Linked DNA regions of Mus musculus: regions 2 and 3 are each linked to region 1. Evidence: chromatin contacts called from public HiChIP or PLAC-seq data. All regions are on one chromosome and are shown on one strand. Each heading gives the region's core, a stretch centred on a gene start, on an enhancer-like site or on the middle of the called end of the contact. The rest is flanking DNA. Distances are from core to core; before and after follow the strand shown.

Region 1 (2,727 bases), core at 134-2,633:
GTAATATTTTTGCACTTCAAAGCATGCTTTTGGGTTTTCTATGGATAGACAAACACTTAGCTCTTTCTAGATTCTCATTTTAAGGCTTGCTTTTCATGATTTGGGGGTATTTGATTCTCCCCCCTCTGCACTCAGACTATAAACTTTAAAGCTAACTTCAAAAAAACTTCACAATTACTTTAATAGTGACATGTTTGACTGCCGATTCTTATTTTTTGATCAAGGTAGTGGATCAACCTTGAGAGTTTTCAGTTCTTCAAAATGGAGTTCATGAGTCAGAGCCATTTTCAGGTGAAGTGTAATGGTTCCTACCATTGTGCATTCAACACTGTTAACCATTAATCATCACGACCTTAACACACATAACTTGGGTGTAGGAGAGAGCATTAAAAAAAAACATTTTATGCACCTGCTTCATAAGGAAAAATTAAACCCGAGTTTCTCACATAAGTCTTAAGCTCATATATATGCATGTTAGTGTAATTTGTGTAATAAATCAACCCTATTTGGCTTGTCTTTTCTGTAGTCGGCTAAGCAAATGAGTACCACCTCATTAAGGAACATCTGGTGAGTAATTTTCACCTGGTTTGAATATGTGATTTTTTTTTTACACTGAGATGTTATCTCATCATTAATTAAACATCACCATGAATTTTATTCGTCTCCTTTCCTCACCCCACTTGTAGAATTTTTCTTGGTGGGTAATGGGACTTTTGCTAAAATGTAATTGCATTTACTTGTACAAAGACAATTTCCACCCTCTTAAATCAGTGTAAAAGGCCTCATGCTGTGCTTGCAGACTACAGAAAAAAAAATATGTTGCTGTGTATAATTCTGTATTTGCTTGAGAATTTCCAAGATGGGCAACCTAACCTCTACCTTTTAGGTAATTGAAACTTACATGGAAAGGATTGGGAAAGCGCATGTCTCTGCTTGTACGCTCTAGTATTAAACATGAATCTCATCGGACAATAAAAATGACGTGCTTGGAGACAGGGCAGTGCACGGGAGCATTCATACAAAGGCAACGCCAGTAAAGAGATTCAGAGAGCAGCACTCAGGCTGCTCAAGAACAAGATCCGGAGCAGGTGGGTACAGAAAAAAAACGTCCAGGAAGGCCTCAAGGCAGCCAAGACCAGGATGCCAGGGATGGGAGAGCTCCCCTCCGGCTTGAACGCCATTGGATCCCTGGGCTGCACCAGTCGCCAGGGTTTCTGAAGACCCCTGCCAGCATCGCCGCTGGCCTGCTGGTCAAGAATGCCGGGGCTCGCGCAGGTTGCCACGCGGTGGCTGCCGCCCCAGCGGTGACTGTCGCGAACCTTGCCTAGCCGCGGCGCTCGGGAGCTGCGCCGGCTGCAGCTGGTGCTGGCCGGGCGGAGGCGCGGCCGGTCCCGTCGGGGCGGGGCCGGGGCGGGGCGTCGGGCCGCGCGGCAGGTGTGGGCGCGCGGAGGTGGCACAGCCCGCGGCGCTTTCTTTCGACCTGCGCACAACGCGGGACGCAGAGGCGCGCGCGGGGTGCGTGGAGGCCGCAGGTAAGCGGGCCCGGGCGCGCGGCGAGCCACCCTGGGGTTGGTGGGAGCCGAGGGACGAGGCGGCTCGGCGGCGCGCGTGGGGAGCGGAGGCGCGGTCCCGCACAGCCACCCGCGCTCGGCCACACGCTCGGGCCGCGCGCGATCCTCGAGCGCGCAGGGAAGCAGAGCGCGGCGTGCGTGCTGGAGCGCTCTCCGCTGGGGAGTCCCCGCGTTGCCCACGCACCATTTCAAACTCTGGGTGCTTTGGAAACTTCCCGGGGGCTTCTCCGGTGGAGTGCACAGAAACGAGGCGTGCGGTGAGAACCCCCACAGCCGAGGATTCGCTTGTTTTCAGTTCGTACTCGTATGGTGGAAAAAGGATGAAGGATGTTCGTCAGCTCCTGCCCCTTCTCTCCGTGACCCTCCCTTGGAAGGGCCGGCTCCTCGGCTGCTGCAGGGTTTCCTCAGCCAGGCAGTGGCCGCGTAGGGAGCAGCGAAACAAGCTTAGGTGGCCTCCTAAAGAGCTAAAGGACAGGGACAGGCAATGGGGCTCACAACCTGCACCAAGGGTTGGAGCTGTGGCCCTCCTGCCTGGGGACTGCTTCTGGAATCCGAATCCCGTCTTTCAGCTTCCTCATTGAAATCCTGGCACCTTTGAAGTGGAATTAGAGGGGGAAGTAGGCACGAATTTTTTATTTTTATTTATTTATTTATTTTGCGGGAGTTTATTACCTGTGGATTAAAATACTTGGTGAACGGGAGTTTCGACAATGCTCAGTTTTATCATTTGTTTTGAGAAAGTTTTGGTTGACTTGATTTTTGTTTTAAGTGATTTAAAAGTGACGCTCGACTTTAGGTTTATTGAGTTTCTCGTGTTTGGTTGGAGGGGAGCTAACTTTTTAAGTTGTTTCCCACTGTCATTCTGGTTATTGTTCAGTATCTCCAGAGGCAGTTCCGTAGGTATTTTATTTTGATTTTTATCATCAAAAAAAAAAAGGCTTAAAATAATATTGTGCGGTTGTCCCCCACCAAGGAAGTAATATAGTTCGCTTCCTTTCTCCTTTGTAACTTGTACAGGGCCTCTTGAAAACTAGGTTGGGTCCCCAAATAGGCATTTTTGATTCGTGTTTAATAGACTTTTTTTTGGAGGTGGGGTGGGCCTTCTGGAAACTTTTCTTTTACATCATATTAGGTCTTTATTTTATACGTAGGTATT
Region 2 (2,727 bases), core at 120-2,619, 510 kb before region 1:
CAGAAATGTTGGGTAACTTTCCAAATGTCACGGGGGGTGGGGTGGGGTGGGGAAGGTGGAAAGGTGCTGGGATAAGAATTCTCACTATCCCAGTGGCTACACTCCAATGCTGGCACGTCCTCAGGTTTCTCTGATTGCCTCTGGAAGGCAGCCATAGTCTCGGTAAGTGCCAATAAGTGACAATTGTTTAAACAAATCATTTTCATGAATTCCCTGACCCATTTAAGCAGTTCTATATTAATCAGCTGCTGTGATGAAAATAGGCACAGGACTGGTGGCCATACTGGTTAATTTCAAGGACAGTTGCTTGCTGCTGGGTCACAGACCACACAGGTGGAACTGCTATGTCCTAGGATGCCTGGATTTAGGGGATCAAGTTTCACTGTTCTGATACAAGGGTCTGACTGTGACGTGTGTAGCTATTAAGAAGGAAAGGTGGAGAAACAGCCTAAGCAAGGACTTGTACCAATTTATTTCAGGGGCACAAATCCACCCTCTTAAAACCTTGAAGTTCTTTCTTCCCCCCACCACCCCCCCACCCCAGCATTCCTCCTCTGCAAGTCAGAGACTGATAAGGAATGAGAACAGAAAGGCACGAGCCTTACTGTCTCAAGTGGCTTATTGGCATCTCTGAAATTTTCACACAGGGTGGCACCCGTTGGAATGGTTTATACCCTTCAGAGCAATAAAAAAAAATTGTATCCCTCCTCCCTACTCGGTGAGGCAGGAAACATACTAAAAATATCTTAAAAGAAATCTCCTTTGCTCACTGTCTCTCTCTGTCTTTGACTCTCTGCCTTTGTCTCTCTCTGTTCCCCTCTCTCTGTTTCTATTTCTCGCTGTGTGTCTCTGTGTCTCTGTGTATCTCTGTCTCCTGTCCCCTTATCTCTTTACTTCCTCTCTGCTCAACCTTCTCCCCTCCCCTCTCAAGCACATAAGGTGTGACCCATTACTGGAGCCCGTAAGATACGAGTACAAGATTGGACTGGAAGATAAAATGGGAAAGGCTGTTGATAAGGGACCTGAGGATCCCAGCTGGGGTGCTAACCCCGCAGTGAAAGACATCTGCCACGGAGACACAACCCTGAGAGTGAACCATTGCTCTTCCATCATCTTGGGCAAAGCTCCTTGGGGATTACGGTTCTGGTGACCTGTTACAAGCCTCAGGATGGCCAGGAGGAATAGATGAGATCACACCCAGCAGACCATCTGTCAAGGCTCAAAAAAAAAAAAAGCAGTATATTCTCTAAGTTTGCTCTTGCCTCATACAAACCAGAAGCTGCCCTTGATCTTTGGACCTCTTCCCAGGCCCAGGAGAGGTAAAACTCTGATATTGCTTTGGGTGTGGCCCCAGCCAGCCTTGTTAATAAACATTCCTTCCTGTTTCTCCACAACGACAGAGGAGGAGGGAAGCAAGGTCCGAGGACAACAGCAGAGGTCATGCCAGGCGCAGAAGCAACCTGAGCTAGAGCTGAGTCACTCCCTGGTTTTTGTTGTTGTTGTTGTTTTGTTTTGCTTTTTCCTATTTGTGTGGTTCATTCTCTGAGACCAATCACCCTGAGATTAGAGATGCTATGAACTGTAACCTGCCTCTTCCTGTAACTTGCAAATGGGTGAGCAATTTCCATTTTTGTCTTCCCTGTTTTACTTTTCTCATAGCACCAAGAACTTAGTCTTCATTTTCCAGGTGAAGTCTCCCACCCCATTTTTAATTCCCACATCAAAGGAACACTGTACTGGTATACTTAACTTTGTGTCTACTTAAATGCCATTTTAACGGGCTGTTCAAACTCTGTGACTACTTCCCTAGGTTTTAGACTAAAGTGGACTACATTATAAATGAGCAGAATGTCATAATATATAACACCAGTGAAGCCTGAGCTCTATATGTGCTTGGCATGCATGAGGTTCAACTTCCAACATACAAAAACCAAATTTAGTCCTCACTGGCAACTGAAAGCCTGCCTCACTATGTGCGCTCCCACCACTGCCTCTCAGAAGTGCTTCGATTACCCACAGTCCTTTGCCAGATGAGACCAGAGTCCTGCGCGCCTGGCTCTTCCTCTCACTGGATCCTATGCCAAAGATGTAAAATTTGGTGTGGATGTTCGAGCCTTAACGCTTCAGAATGTAGACCTGTTAGCAGATGTGCTAGCTGTTACAATGGGGCCAAAGGGAAGAACAGTGATTATTGGACAGAGTTGGGGAAGTCTCAAAGTCACCAAGGATGGAGGTCACTGTTGCAAAGTCAACTGATTAACAGGAGAAATACAAAAGCATGAGAGCTAAATGTTGCCAATAACACAAAGGAAGAGGCTGGGGATGGCACCACCACTGCCACTGTTCTAGCATGTTCTACTGCCAAGAAGGCCTTTGAAAGGATCAGCAAAAAGGCTAATCCAGTGGAGACCCAGAGAGGTGTGATGGTGGCTGTCGATGCTGTAATTGCTAAGCTTAAAAGAACAATCTAAACCTGGGACAACCCCTGAAGGAATTGGTCAGGTTCCTTCCATTTCTGCAAATGGAGACAAGCATTGGCAACATCATTTCTGATGCAATGACAAAGGCTGGAAGAAAGGGTGTCGTCACAGGGAAGGATGGAAAAAAATCCCTGGATGATGAATTAGAAGTTACTGAAATGAAACTTGATAGAGGATATATTTACCCATATTTTATTAATATATCAAAAGGTCAAAATTGTAAATTCCAAAGATGCCTATGTTCTGT
Region 3 (2,727 bases), core at 80-2,579, 460 kb before region 1:
ACACACACACACACACACACACACACACACACACACACAAAGTGTATGCACACCTGTACACACCTATGTGCACACATACAAATGTGTGCATACACATGCATACCATAGACTGGGAGACTATAGGCAAAGCATACAGAGACAAAATAGTGTCACATCCTCTCCAGTCCCTGTTTTGAGAGTACAAAAAAATGTAGATGACCCATATGGGGCTGGACAAAGGTGGGAAGGCACTTAGATCAACCCAATCATACTGATCACTGGAAAGCCACACGAACCCACTTACTATATGATTAAGGAAGTGCCCTGATTCTCAAAAGAACCCTGAGTTCATTTTCAAAATGAATTTTCTATATTTAGACAGAATCTGGAATTCTGCAGAAAGTGTATTAGTCATAGATCATACTGATTCCTTTATAGTTGTGTAAAAAAATTTCACTTTCTGACCCATGAGACACTAATCATGAATGTTCAAAATCTCTGAGCTTAGAGGCAGAAAGACATTTGGATCCAATATTTCTAGCTGAAAGGCTGGTAATGTACCTTAGTGGTAAGGTTTTTGCCTAGCATGTGCAACTTGATCAAAAAGGAAAAAAAAAGCATACAATATGACGTAATGCTTTGATTCTGCACTACTTTGGGCAACTTGCACAACCTCCCTAAACCTCTTCATCTAAAGTAGTGGTTATCAACCTGTGAGTTGTGACCCCCTTGGGGTTAAGCAATTCTTTTTTTCATAAGGGTCACATATCAGGTATACAGCATATCAGATATTTACATTATGATTCATAACAGTAGCAAAACTACAGTTATGAAGTAGCAATGAAATAATTTTATGGGTGAGGGTCACAACAGCATGAAGAACTGTATTAAAGGGCTGCAGCATTGGGAAGGCTGAGAACCACTGCTCTAAAGCATAAAGGTAACACATTTTAGCTTAGCAGGTTGCTTGTTTAAATCCATGAACTGATCTAAATAAGTATTGATAATAGACTATGACTCATTTTTACTGTTTGGGAATTTCATATTGTATATAAGTATGCTTTAATCAAACATGCCATCCCCATTTCTTCCCTTCAAAATCCTCTTATACACACACCACTTTCCCTCCCAACTTCATGTGTTCTGTTTTTGATAAACATTTAGCTCTGCCTGTACGTGCATGAGTGTAGGACCATGAATTGAAGCACAGGTAGTCTCTTAACTGAATCCATGAACAACAAAGAGCCTCCCTCCCACAGCAGCCATTACCATCTTCACAACTGGGGAATTCGTGAGGCCTCTCCCTGATCCATGCTGGCAGTCACAGCCACGGTGAGTTCATGTGTGCAACCCTTGTGCCACGCCCAGCAAATACTGTTTCACTGCAGACATCCCCTAGCTGCCTCTTATGATCTTGCTGCTCCCATTCCTTTTGCTCTTACTGACCCTTGAGTAGAAAGTGTGTGATACAGACATCTCATTTTGAGCTGACCACTGAATGATCTCTTACGCTCTACACATTGGCAAGTTGTGGATCTTTGTATTAATTACCACCTACTATGAAAAGAAGCTCTTCTGCTGAGAATACAGTACTAATCTCAGTATAAATAGATCTCAGTGGCAATTTAATAATACATAGAATAATAATATTGTATTCTCCCCTAGGGCTATGACGTAGCCAGACACATTTGGCCCAGTTAACAATACCAGGCATGAGTTCTGTCTTCTAAAGGGAACTTTTAAACATAAGCAGGAAGCTATAGGTTGTTCTCACTTGTGCCATATTGCACCCCGGGGCATATCTTGCCAGGCTAGTCATTATTGTATCTCATGGAGCTCACAGCTAAGTACAATGGTCGAATACTTTTCTCCCTCCCCCACTACTCTAAATAGAACCTTGTAGCATTATGAAAGTTAGCCAGGAAAGATGAAGCTTCCAGGTTGGTCAAAGCTTGATTTATTTGTGGTCTATGACTCAAGAATATGATATCTTCAGCAATACAATCTTTTTTTCAAGTTCTGAAGAGTAACCAAGTAACCAACATGTACTTCATGTTTCTGGGATCTAAAGGACTTAAGAAATGGCAACCTGGGCTGGAGAGATGGCTCAGCAGTTAAGAGCACTAACTGCTCTTCCAGAGGTCCTGAGTTCAAATCCCAGCAACCACATGGTGGCTCACAACCATCTGTAATGGGATCTGATGCCCTCCTCTGGTGTCTGAAGACAGCTAAAATATACTCATATAAATAAAATAAATAAATCTTTAAAAAAAAAAGAAAAGAAAGAAGAAGAAATGGAAACAAAGATTTTGGGGGGGTTGGTTTGGGGTTTTTTGTTTTTTAGATGGGGTCTCTCTGTGTAATTCTAGATGTCCTGGGTCTTGATAATGAAGACCATGATGGCCTTGAACTCACAAATAACCTCCTACCTTTACATCCTGGGTGACTGGATTAAAGGTGTGTGTTATCACACACAGCTACAACTTAATTTTAAAAGCAATAGACTAAGTAAGGGATTATGAAGATAGTTACTTAAGAGCCATTGTTTGACAGTTGATAGAAATTTGAAGATTTGGGCTCTTTCAGTGCTCTGTAACATATAGAGTATAGTCAGGTGTGTGGTGTGTGTGTGTGTGTGTGTGTGTGTGTGTGTGTGTGTGTGTGTGTGTGTGTGTGTGTGAAAGAGAGAGAGAGAGAGAGAGAGAGAGAGAGAGAGAGAGAGATTTTCAGGCTGACTACTTGGTATTG

The links. HiChIP or PLAC-seq counts read pairs in DNA pulled down with a chosen protein or histone mark.
Region 2: a contact with region 1 is called in a FOXA1 HiChIP or PLAC-seq map of pancreatic cancer cells. The contact joins two enhancer-like sites. A contact is called at or near these places in 1 of 15 datasets of contacts at CTCF or cohesin (the NIH/3T3 cell line) and 2 of 115 datasets of contacts at active chromatin or transcription factors (the NIH/3T3 cell line and pancreatic cancer cells).
Region 3: a contact with region 1 is called in a CTCF HiChIP or PLAC-seq map of the NIH/3T3 cell line, with 9 read pairs. The contact joins two enhancer-like sites. A contact is called at or near these places in 2 of 15 datasets of contacts at CTCF or cohesin (both in the NIH/3T3 cell line) and 1 of 115 datasets of contacts at active chromatin or transcription factors (the NIH/3T3 cell line).

What each region holds. Positions count from the first base shown.
Region 1 is chr4:88,937,202-88,939,928 of GRCm38.p6, reverse strand. The region is part of intron 1 of Gm49890 (predicted gene, 49890); the gene reads left to right. Among named protein-coding and RNA genes, the nearest start is that of Gm49890, 3.5 kb to the left of the region's middle. Within about 2 kb of position 1,383, at least 144 of the 459 cell types and tissues checked have an H3K27ac peak or open chromatin away from gene starts, as enhancers often do. A contact at or near this core is called in the NIH/3T3 cell line and pancreatic cancer cells, where this site is marked.
Region 2 is chr4:89,443,918-89,446,644 of GRCm38.p6, reverse strand. All of the region lies in intron 5 of Gm12610 (predicted gene 12610), which reads right to left. It also overlaps the pseudogene Gm12608. Among named protein-coding and RNA genes, the nearest start is that of Cdkn2b, 130 kb to the right of the region's middle. Within about 2 kb of position 1,369, at least 44 of the 459 cell types and tissues checked have an H3K27ac peak or open chromatin away from gene starts, as enhancers often do. A contact at or near this core is called in pancreatic cancer cells, where this site is marked.
Region 3 is chr4:89,401,108-89,403,834 of GRCm38.p6, reverse strand. The region is part of intron 5 of Gm12610 (predicted gene 12610); the gene reads right to left. Among named protein-coding and RNA genes, the nearest start is that of Cdkn2b, 91 kb to the right of the region's middle. Within about 2 kb of position 1,329, at least 10 of the 459 cell types and tissues checked have an H3K27ac peak or open chromatin away from gene starts, as enhancers often do. A contact at or near this core is called in the NIH/3T3 cell line, where this site is marked.